Linked DNA regions of Mus musculus: region 2 is linked to region 1. A link is a contact called in public Hi-C data. All regions are on one chromosome and are shown on one strand. The core of a region is the stretch at or near the end of the contact, and the rest is flanking DNA. Distances in the headings are between cores, read along the strand shown.

What was found. Hi-C and Micro-C count contacts between places; a contact is called where the count stands out from the background.
Region 2: a contact with region 1 is called in a Hi-C map of pancreatic cancer cells, with 5 times the contacts expected there. The contact joins the promoter of Adam18 here to the enhancer-like site in region 1. A contact is called at or near these places in 3 of 39 promoter capture datasets (embryonic stem cells, hippocampal neurons and stem cell-derived epiblast-like cells), 3 of 484 Hi-C or Micro-C datasets (adipose-derived mesenchymal stem cells, embryonic stem cells and pancreatic cancer cells), 2 of 115 datasets of contacts at active chromatin or transcription factors (both in embryonic stem cells) and 4 of 9 other capture datasets (adipose tissue, embryonic stem cells, liver and 1 more).

What each region holds. Positions count from the first base shown.
Region 1 is chr8:24,545,449-24,550,995 of GRCm38.p6, reverse strand. It overlaps Ido2 (indoleamine 2,3-dioxygenase 2), which reads left to right. Exons shown (of 10, transcript NM_145949.2): 4 at 109-227; 5 at 2,162-2,176; 6 at 3,757-3,856; 7 at 4,372-4,489. Among named protein-coding and RNA genes, the nearest start is that of Ido2, 28 kb to the left of the region's middle. Within about 2 kb of position 3,580, at least 23 of the 459 cell types and tissues checked have an H3K27ac peak or open chromatin away from gene starts, as enhancers often do. A contact at or near this core is called in pancreatic cancer cells, where this site is marked.
Region 2 is chr8:24,673,153-24,678,962 of GRCm38.p6, reverse strand. Adam18 (a disintegrin and metallopeptidase domain 18) reads left to right here and starts at 4,208. Exons shown (of 20, transcript NM_010084.2): 1 at 4,208-4,317; 2 at 4,850-4,926. The coding sequence starts at 4,266. It overlaps Gm51566 (a long non-coding RNA gene), which reads right to left and starts at 4,199. Exons shown (of 3, transcript XR_003947525.1): 1 at 4,094-4,199. Adam3 (a disintegrin and metallopeptidase domain 3 (cyritestin)) reads left to right here. Exons shown (of 22, transcript NM_009619.5): 22 at 1,572-1,731.

The DNA.
Region 1 (5,547 bases), core at 2,331-4,830:
GAACATTCAGAGAATTCGTGCTTGGTCTCCAGGTCGCTTATCACAGGCAACCGTGATGATTTTCTCTGCCAGTAGAATATACTAATTGTCTGGATTCCTGTCCTAAAGGTGCTGCCAAGATCTCTTGCCATTCCTTTTGTTGAGGTATCCAGGAACTTGGGACTCCCGCCTATCCTGGTCCACTCTGACCTGGTGCTGACAAACTGGACCAAAAGGAACCCAGAAGGGTAAGGAGGGAAAGGATTCCTTCAGTTAGCAGCAGATTGAGAAAAGACTCAGGACTTGAACTGTCTTCGCAGAAAAGACTCAGGGTCTTAGGGCTGTTTTATAGTGAGCTGTGTGCTCCCATTCATTTAATTTAGGGTTCCAATAAAAGGGAATGCACACATTTAAACCTGAGACATTTCTTCTTCCTGGGCTCTCAGGCACACTGGCTTGCTGCTTCCAGTGCCCATCTGGATCTCTTAATCAGACTGTCAGCCTCCAGCTGTAATAATGACACTGGGCTGTTTTTTCTCAGCATGTTCTGTGTTCCATTCAAGTCAGGTTAGGATGGGGTGTCTGGAGGTGATCTCTATGGTTCTGAATAAATGATTTCACGTGGGTGGAATTCTGATTCACACCATCTATTCTGTCTAGTTTACACCATTCCACACTTGTCCCGGGCACAAAAGCATCTGTTTATTGACTTTTCAACAAACAACCAATCCATGGAAACTTCATTTTCACAGTTGAATCTGTCTCAGGCGGTCGACGCAAGGCAGCATTTACTTTTGTTATAAATTAAAACAGCAAACAAGAAGTCCAGGCTGGACATAAAGGGACCTTTCTTGGCATGCTGGTTGTAGGTAGCCATGCAGTGCTGAAAGAGATGGTTGAGATCTGCTGTGGACCCTTTCAAGAGACCCTTCCTTTTAAGAACTGGGGAGGGCTCCTCTTATCTACAGTCTGCTGAGCCTTAGAACTTCATGCTTTCTGGGATGATGATGTCATATGACGATGATGTCATATGATAATGTTACATGATGTCATACGATGTTGATGTTGTATGGTGATGCTATATGATGAATGGTATCATGATGGCATCATATGTTGATGATAAGCTTGTTTGTGACTGGGGACTGAATGAACCTTCACCTGTGAGGCAGGAGCTCCACCCCTGTTTTCTATCCCCAGCCCTCTCTTCAGCGTTTATTTAGATACAGTTTCTCTCACAATGCCAAAGCTGACCTGAAATTCACACTGTAGCATAAGCAGTCCCTGACTTGGTGATCCTTAGACCTCCTCAGCCCCTTGACTATCTGCCACTAACAGCATGCACAACCAGGCCTGACTTGGTCTTTGACCAATTATACAGCAACGAAAAACTGATCTGCATTGAAAGCTACTAAATCTAACTTAGAATTGGAGTAGGTGAGATGATAAATATGTGCGCCTGGACTATTGTGAAGCTGGGTTTGTGATTCAAGGGAAATTGGGAGATGAAGTCTTAAGGGAGGTGACAGGGTTGAAAACAACCCCAGGAAATGAATGTCCCATCAAGTGAGGTACAGCACCCAGAGATGCAAATGCAAGCCTGGAGCTCCCCCACCGTATTTCTTCTGAGCCATCATCTTCCTGAGTCTTTTAAGATGTCTACCCAGGGCTTATTAAGTGCTTTGAAGAAATGAAAGAAATAGAAGCAACACCCCCCCCCACCTCCACCCCCACCACCCAAACAGTTCAGTATTGAGACAAAGTAGCTCTTAACACAAGTCAAAGAACAACATAAACAGTATCTTCAGAACTCCAGGGGGAACAGCAGGGAAAGCATGGTGCCTGACCAGACGCTGATGTAAGGCCACTCCTAACAGGTGGGTAGGATTAGAGTAACTGAAGTGGGGTCTGCACCGAGAGGCAGCTAGAGAGAGGCAAGCAAGAATGTGTACATACACAGACACACGACACGGGCTGTCAAGTGAGATCTGGTTTCTGCTGTCACCCAGTGGCTCACTGTCCATCCTAGGTGGGTCCTGATCCGTACATGTGCCAGGGCATTGCAGATGAGTGTGGGAGCCTGGGTACCCGGGACCTCAAGAATTATATCTGGTTACTAACTAAGTTGTTTTCTTTTTTTTTTTCTTTTTCTCTTTGTTATCACCAATAACTATTATGCGACCAGACCGTTGGAAATCAGGTAAGATGTGCCTTTAGAACCACCCACTGTTACCTTTAAAGGCTTGTGATAAAGCAAGAGGGTGGCATGGTCAGCTGTATGGATGGAATAGCATCAGCTGTCTATGAACTCCTGAAAATTCGAAGTGCATTAAAAAGTCAATAGTCCAAGCAGTAGCTCTGATGGAGGTTAGCTTCTAGGGGTGCAGGGATTAATTTTTCTTAACCACATTTTCCTGTATGTCCATGATTTAAAAAAAAAGTGTAGTGTAAGAAAAGAAACCGTGGCTCTGTGAAAACTGGCAGAGATTTCTTATTTCTGAAGAACATCAGCAAAAGGCCAGAAACAGGCAGGTCACAGTGACAGAAGGGTCCCTTTGTAATCCCTTCTTACCTGATGGGCTGGAGCCCTTGTGAGTAGGTGTGGTCTATAGTCATAGGCTCCACCTTCCCCGGGGAGCAGAGCTAGCAGAGGAGCCAGAGTCACATCCTGCGCTCTCTCTCTCTCTCTCTCTCACACACACACACACACACACACACACACACACACACACACACACCCTCCTCAGCTCTGTGGAGCATACAGGTGGATGGCAAATATTCCCCAGGCTAACACCTCTGCTGGACCGAGGAGATGTGTGACTCACCTCCGCTTTGCTGTTTTGAGGTTTGAGGCTGGGCTTTGCTTATGTTTGAGATGCTGGGGACAACGCAGATGTGTGCAGATACTCATCTGGGTTCTGTATCAGGTCAGATTTGGCTCTGATGGGAAGACAGGACAGCAGCAGGTTGATTAGAAATGACCTCCCTCCTCCTCCTCCTCCTCTTCTTCTTCTTCTTCTTCTTCTTCTTCTTCTTCTTCTTCTTCTTCTTCTTCTTCTTCTTCTTCTTCTTCTTCTTCTTCTTCTTCTTCTTCTTCTTCTTCTTCTTCTTCTTCTTCCACACATTATATTCTATCCACAGTTTCTCCTCCCCTACTCCTCCCAGTCCTCCTCTCACTTCTCCTTTCCCTAGATCTACTCCTACTTTTCCAAAAAAAAAAAAAAAAAAAAGCAAGCCTCCTGGAGCTATCCTCCAAACCTGCCCTGACATAGTTACAAACAGCAGCCCCTCATTTCAAGGCTTGATGAGGCAACCCACTAGGAGGACAAGGATCCAAAGAGCAGGCAAGAGTCAGAGACACTCTTCCACTCCCACTATTCGGAGTTCCACAGGAACACGAAACTACACACAACCACAACATATGAGCAGACGGCGTAGGTCACGCCGATGCAGGTTCTGTGATTGTCACTTCAGTCTCTGTGAGCCCCCATGAGGTCGGCTTGTTTTTGATTCCGTGGGCTGTGTTCTCCTGGCGTTCTCAACCCCTCTGACTACTGTAGTCTGTCCTGCCCCTCTTCTGTAGCGTTCCTGGAGCTCCACCTACTGTTTGGATGTGGTAATGACAGGCTTCCGGCCGCGGTTCTGTGGCAGCAATTCATCCTTGGGTTAGAACTCTAGTCAGGCACGCAGGCACACACCCATAATGGTCATAGTTCTCAGGTCATAGGAATTTGGCTCTAACTGATCTGATTTTCTTCTTTTCTTGGTCTCTTCCTCCAGTAACCTGGAAACCATCATCTCATTTCCGGGGGGAGAGAGCCTGCGGGGCTTCATCCTAGTGACAGTCTTGGTGGAGAAGGCAGCAGTGCCCGGCCTTAAGGTATCTTCTTACTCACCCGGCCCTCTCCCTATGGTGGTTTTCCCCACGTGGACAGACAGAGGCCTCCTCCTCCTAGGGTTGACGATGAAGAGACATATCTGAGTTCTAGCCTGTGGTGTCAGTGCCCTTTTAGCCTGGAGTGAACCGACTTCTCCGTCTACACCCAGGTACCACACGCTGAGTGCAACAGACACCCACTGCGCTAGCTGTTCCACTTCATGGACCTGCAGAAGCTAGAGACTCAGAGGTCAAAAAGAAAAAGACTGTTTTATGGAAAGGCAGATAAAGGCATATCCATGCATATCTGTAGGGATGCCAGAGTAGAAACGACTGTGATATGGGAAACCCAGAAGGAATGAGAAAGCACTTGTGTTGAGGCTCTTGATGTCACAATTTACGCTCCAGAGATATTCCAGTAGTGTGGGCTACTCCGTGGCGATCTGCATCCCGCGGGGGTTTTAATAAAAAAAGTTACTTCGTAGCACCTCAACTGAGAACGTGGATCTTATTCCTAGGCCCTGGTTCAGGGAATGGAGGCCATTCGGCAACACAGTCAGGACACCCTGCTAGAAGCCCTGCAGCAGCTGAGACTCTCCATCCAGGATATCACCAGAGCCTTGGCCCAAATGCATGGTAAGATACTGGAGCAGCGTCTCCAGTGGCCTGGACTTGGGCAGGTCCTACGTGGATGATGGTGGTCCATCTCTCCACAAGATGGCGCTAGTGTTCTATATTTAGCGTAAAGCGTCCCAGTCAGAGAATTGTTTTTTTTTTTTTTTTTCCAGTCGGCAGAAATATTTTTTTTAGAATCGTTCTTTATAGTTTCGTGTGGTTGGGGTAGCTTCCCTTCTCCAGGGTCCAGATACGACTTTGGCATGCTGATCTCTTAACGAAGCCTGGGAGATTGGATGGGCCACAAGGGGGAATGTTGGTTATACAGGTTAGGCTTGCTGGCGGGCAGGGCTGTCCCGTGGGGGCGTCTGTAAGGCCCTCAAGAGTCATTTGCTTTTCCTCTCTGACCATGTTACAAATCCAGAAAGACCCTCATGATCCGCTGAAGGAGGTCCAAGGACCCGGAGAGCTCCCCAATTAGACTCCTTCCAAGCCATCTGATCCTGAGACAAATTTCTCTATGTGATGACTTTTTTTCAAGGTTTTAGAACTAGCTGTATTCACACACGTGGCGAAGGAGAAGGACACGTGTCCACACTTTTCAAAGATGGCAACAGTATCCTCCACACCATCCCATGAAGCCCTTAGTGTGGGCACGCCCTCCTCGCGTCTCCGGATGGAGGATATGTCCTAGCCTCTGAAATACTTGCAGTCAAAATAGGGCACTAGTGAGGACAGTTTAGTCCAGTGTTCAGTGAGTTTTCATCCCCAGTGCTGAGACGCCATGGGAAGGGCAGTGTTCCTGGCACACAAGCAGGCTGACAACAGCCTATCAGACAAGGACACACAGCTAAGGGGCTAAGGGCTGTCCGATGATCCTTACTCAGTGTGGCACTGAGGAGCGGAAACAGGTCGCCACCACCTTGCCTCTATGCAGGCACCTTGCCAGCAGTACAGAGTCAGCAAGGGGAGGCGCTTGCCATACTATAACAGTTACCATAAAAGAGAGATCATGTTTAAAAACAAAATCAAACGCTGGAAGGCATAGGCAGGGGGTCGTGCGTGTCCTTGGCACGGAG
Region 2 (5,810 bases), core at 2,959-5,458, 130 kb before region 1:
GGGGTGGTAGGGTAGTGGTAGTTTAACCTTTGATCCTTTGTAGGGGATGCAGCCGCTGGTGCTGGGCAGAGGGGCCTGGGGAGTACTTTTTCTGTATGATATTGAGTAGGAAAAATTTCTTTGGCATTGCTTCTGTTTCCTGTTGGTTTTTTTTCTTTGTTATTTCTTTTATTTTTATATTAAAATAGAATTATATCATTACCCCCTGCATTTTTTCTCTCCAAGTCCCCTCATATACCCCTCCTTGCTCTCTTTCAAACGCATGGCCTCTTTCTTCATTGGTTGCTGCTAAACGCTCAGTCTGCACATTGTTAGTTGTGTGTTTGCTTCCAGAGCTTGTTACCGAGCGTGGGATAACCACTTGATGTGATCTTTCTTGGGTAAGACTGTTTCTCCTGCTCTCAGCATTCCTTAGTTACCTGTAGGTGTGTGTGTGTGTGTGTGTGTGTGTGTGTGTGTGTGTGTGTGCATGTGTGTGTGTGTGGGGGGGGGGGGGGTCTTGAGTAGGCCTAAGCTTCCCCTTGTCTACTTTAGCATGCCTGTTGTTGTCCTCACCCAGCTAGTCATGGTAGTGGAACTTTCTGGGTGCAGCTGCTGACATTACTAGGAGACACACTGTCACAGACAACTCCAGGACCCTCTGACAGCCTTTCTGTCCCCTACTTTGCAGTGTTCCCTGAGCCTTAGGTAAGGGAGGTGTTTTTTGTAGACTTATCCCTTAGGACTGGACTCCTAGACTCTGCATTTTGATTGGTTGTGACTTTCTATAATGGTCTTCATCTTTCATAAGGAGACAGTTTCTTGATGAGGGGTGAGAACTACACTGATCTGGCATGACAAATGTTTAGAGTGCAGCTAGGGATAATGCTGGTTTAGTAAGGTGTTTGGTTCTAGGTTCTTCTTTTTGGCACCCATGACTTCACCCATCCTGGGCAGTTGGATTGTTTTCCCTCTGGTTGAGCAGGTCTTAAGTCCAATTAGAGAGCCGTTGGTTGACACCACTGTGTTCGTGCCACTACTGCACCCTTAGGGTTATTGTGCCATGATGGTGGTGGTTGTGATCCATGGATATCAAAGATGGCAAGGGATGTTGATCATTTCCCTCTTTTGAAAGTTTGCATGGTGTGTCTTTTTGGCTGTGTGAAAGCTAGTCCTCAGAAAGGGGGCATTCAGATCGTCCCAGCTCAGGGGCCTCTGGGTCCTGTGCCTGAAGAACACTGTGTTTTCTGCGATCGAGACGTCTCTTCTGGATGGTTTCCTTTCACCCGTGCAAAGTATATAAAATACAATGGAAACAGATAAAGCTCATTTGACAACACACCCTTTCTCTGCATCCACTGCAAAATAGTCACAAACAAAACCAAGACAAACTGAAAACAACAGCAGCAACAACAACTCAACACAAAACAATCACTCAGCTTTACAAATCATAGGCACAGAAGGCCAGAGCCAATCATGGACTTGATGCTAATTTATGGTATTAGTTAATTAAGCTTCTATTGTATAGCTTTTTAATAATGATGAGAATGTAGCCTTTCTACTTCTTGTGTCTTATTTTTTTTTTACAACAGCAATTATGCAACATCAAAGCCACAACAGAAGAAGACCACAACCAAGAAGCTCACTGTTCTGTGGTCTGATACAAGAGCAAGAACTAGCCCATCTCTTTCTCTGTGGCTTACTGTTTTTGGTTATACATGCCTCCAAATAAAGTCTATGGCTGACAGTGTACAGATGCATATTTGCTGCTTCTTCCCTCTGAGCCAGGGAGATCAGCATTCTAAGCTGAGAATATTCCACTACCTACGACTACTCCCTCCCAAGTGCCCAAAGCCAAGAGCAAGATCTATAATCCACTCCTCCCCAATCACATCCCAGCTCTGTCATTTCCCATTTCAAGATGCCCAGAGGGAGATCTGATAGATGGGAGCACTTTCTGTAGATCCCAAATAGTGACTGCATAGCATCCTTTCTCTCTTGAAGGAATTTCCTAGACTGAGTTCCTGGTCAGAAGTATAGATGAAGGCCCGATGGTTCCCTGAAAAACAGATTTAGTATGTTTCTTGATATTTGGTGTTGTATGGTTATTTCTGATGTGAAACATTCCTTCTGGTGGAAGGGGCCGGGGTCAAACTTCAAGAGAAGCCTGTAAGGCAGGAAGCTCACTTCCGGAAGTTGTATGACTCAGGGGCCCCTCCCTAGGTTTATTAAGCAGTGACTGCCAGGACAGAGGAAGGGTCTCTTCAGCTGCCTGTAAGACAGACAAGGAATTCTAGGGATATAGTTCTCATGAGCTGTGACCCACGCTCACTCCTGTGGGCTTTCTGGCTGAAGCATCTGCCTTGGTCATACAAGTAACTTCAATAAACGAGCTGGTTCAACATCCTGGTCTTGGGCAGAATTGTGTCTGTCATCTGAGTTGACATCCTAATGTTTGGTAAGCCTGAATTCTGCAGGTTACTTGCTGAAGGTGAGCTTTCTGTGGGTGATTTTTCTTGTTGCGGCCTTCAAAGTCCTAATCTTCTCTTGGCTGAGGCCAAGGGTGCATCTCCATAGACCTTGAATATTATGCTTGGGTAAAGTGTTCTGTTGGTCAACCTCAAGCTTGATCGTGTCCCCAGAGCCTTCACCCAAAGCAAAAAAAAAAAAAAAAAAAAAAAAAAAACCCTACCCAAGGTTCATCTAACAAACCCAAATGCTCCTTTTCCAAACATCGTTAACTGATAATGGATATGGGTAGAACACCCACCCAACACAGCATTGGTCAGCCTGTAAAAGAACAGACCACAAATATCACTATAAAATGGGTGAACCCTAAAGTCATCATGATAGAAAAGCTAATCAGAATGACTACATGTCACACATTTGTAAAGGTAAGAATTAGTTTAGTAAACTAGGACACTGGTGTCTGAAAACAAACAAAAATAATGGTGGGGTCAAGTCTGTAAGACATAGTGTTTCTCTGGGCGTAATAAACTCTAAAATCCACCATCAATGATTATACATATTCACAAATATGCTGCTACCACACACTTCTATGCCTCAAATGAATCCTGTGACTTTTGACAAAACATGGTTGGTTAGAAAACACAGTTTTATAATTCTATATTCCCCCTTTTCTCACTGCCACTAATAATGAACCATGCTAACTATGGCTTTGCCTTATGTTAGTAATAACCCTAGTTATTACGACCTAGGAAGAGTAGGACCTAGCTGACTGAGTTTTCATGGTGACCTAAGCTTACTACTTTTGTGGCCCTTTTCATTGTCACTCCATACAGGAGGGTGCGCTGTAGTGGGAGAGTTGAGAGTCAGAGACGCAGGAGATGGGCTTTGCCTGTATGGAGTTGGACATTCTTGGGAAAGCAGATGGAGGTGGGATGTCCTCCGTCTGCTGTCTCTATAGGCGGGTAGTTTCCCTAGCTTTCCTTACCCAGCTGCCCTTCTCCTCTCTCTTTCCAAGTGTACAGTGGCACCATGCTGGCTAGTTTCATGCCAGTGTGACTCAAGCTATAGTCATATGGAATGAGGGCCTCCCAATTGAGAAAATTGCCCCATCAGATTGGGCTGTGGGCAAATCTATGGAACATCATCTTGATTAATGATTGGCGGGAGGGCCCGGCCTACTGTGAGCATTGCCCCTCCTGAGCTGGTAGTTCTGAACGCTATAAGAAAACAAGTGGAGCAATTGATGGAAAGCAAGCCAGTAAGCAGCACTCCTTTATGGTCTTGCATCAACTCCCGTCTCTAGGTTCCTGCCCCGACTTTCCTGAAGGAAGGACTCTAAGCTACAAGATGAGACAAACCCTCTCTTCCTCCTGTTGCTTTTGGTCATGCTGCTATAGTAATAGACACCCTGAGATAGTCACCATTAACAAAACACACTGCGTTGTAAGATATCCTTCCCTGTTTATAAGCCAGTATAGCAAGGAAACAAGACAACAGAGCAGCACTTTATGCTTTGCGATTAGACCAAGCTCCGTTTACTTCTTGGTCACGCTGGGAATCAATAGGCGGCATTTCTAGTTTCCTTTTCATCTTCCACCACAATAAAAAAAGGACAGAAAACCAAGTTAAAAGAACAAAAAATCACCAAGCGATGCCTGCTGCGAGGGCCTGTGCCAGAAGCTGGTGTTGGTTCTGGGCCAGGTGGAGCCCCTGAGCCTCTGGCGAGCCCCTGGTGGCGGCTCTCCCACGCTGCCCACGTGCCCCACGGCTGCCAACGGTCTTGAGCTCGGCTGAGCTTCTTGCACTTGGACCCAACCATGCCTCTGCTCTTCATACTTGCGGAGCTTGCCATGCTGTTTGCCCGCCTCGGTAAGCCCCTGCGAGCCCTTTTGCTTTCCCATAGTTGAGAAAGGATAGCACAGGGTTCCTGTATTCCCTCTGGCTGATGACAGTCTCCATCTTGCCCGACTCCAGCCCCAACCCTAGCCTGAGCCAGCTGAACACAGGATAATCAAGGTGGCAATTGCTCTGTCTTTGTGCCTGCACCAACAGCAGGAAAAAACAATGAGTCTTCTGAGATCAGGGCATCCTGGGAAGCGAGATGCAAGTGTCTGTTACCAGTGCCCTCTGCTTGCTCCCCAGAGCCCCGAGAGAAACCAGCCTCAGAGTGCTTCTGAGGAGGAACAGGGCTGCCGGGTTAAAGAGCAGCCATAAATTTTGTCCTTAAATTTTTATCGAAACTCCTGTATCAAGGAAGGGCTTATTACAAGTAAGTTTGCCAACCACATCAGGGACCCCCGGCGAACTCAGGAACACGGCTTGGAATGGGACTACCACGGATTCAGGAAATAAACCAAACCAACTTTAAAACCTGACAACAAAATATACGTTTTTACTGCAGATTCGGAAGGAATATGCCTGCATATCACAGTGCCGCAGAAGATAGAGCCACGCAAGGGCGGAGATGCAGAAGGGAAGGTCAGTCTGCAAAGCTGTTTCCTGCACCCTAGTCACAGCTGAGGGCCACCTGCTGCTGGCCTCCATAGCACCCTAGGTTGTGGTCACTTCAAAGAACAGCCTTCTATGTCTTTCTTTGAAGCTGCCACCCCACCCTTGTCTCGCGTGCCAGATCCCTTTTTCCACTAAAAGTCATTTTTGTTCTTAAATTTAAAGAAATACTGAACATTTCTCAGTAATCATTTCGGTTGGGAAAAAAATCAATATAAAAAAGATTAACGTAAAACCTACATGACGAGGACCCGATGTGCAAATTAACAGCTTTGTTAGTAGAGAAATTGGTTTGCAGTAAAATTTAGAACATGTGAAATTAGACAAATGTCAGCATAAGCTATATTAAGTTAGAGAAAGGAATATATATATATATATATACATATATATTATAAAGCTATATAACTATACACACATTTAACTACAAATTTGGCATTTTTCTTAAGTTTGGAATTATGTATTCCTTTATATTGATTGGAAATTAAGTGTTCACCAGAAGCATCCTGAGGGGAAAATAAGCCATTCTTCCCTTTAAAATGTCTTAGATATTTGTCACATCAGGGGGAAAAGTCTCATTATAACAAATACTTTTTAATATTTTATTTTATTTTATGTGTGTGCATGTGGTGTATGTGTGTGTACATACATGTGTGTGCATGCATCCATGTATGTGTGCATGTGTGTGGTAAGTGCATTGTGTGAGTAGGGTGTGTGTGTGCATGTATTATGTGTGTGTGCAGTCAGCAGGTCTAAAGTAAACTTAAACAACAAATATCCACCATGGGTACTGCTTGGTATGTTTGCAGTACTGTTTGTTATCTGAGTCAGTTGGGGTCAGTCAGAGTCAGTAACTC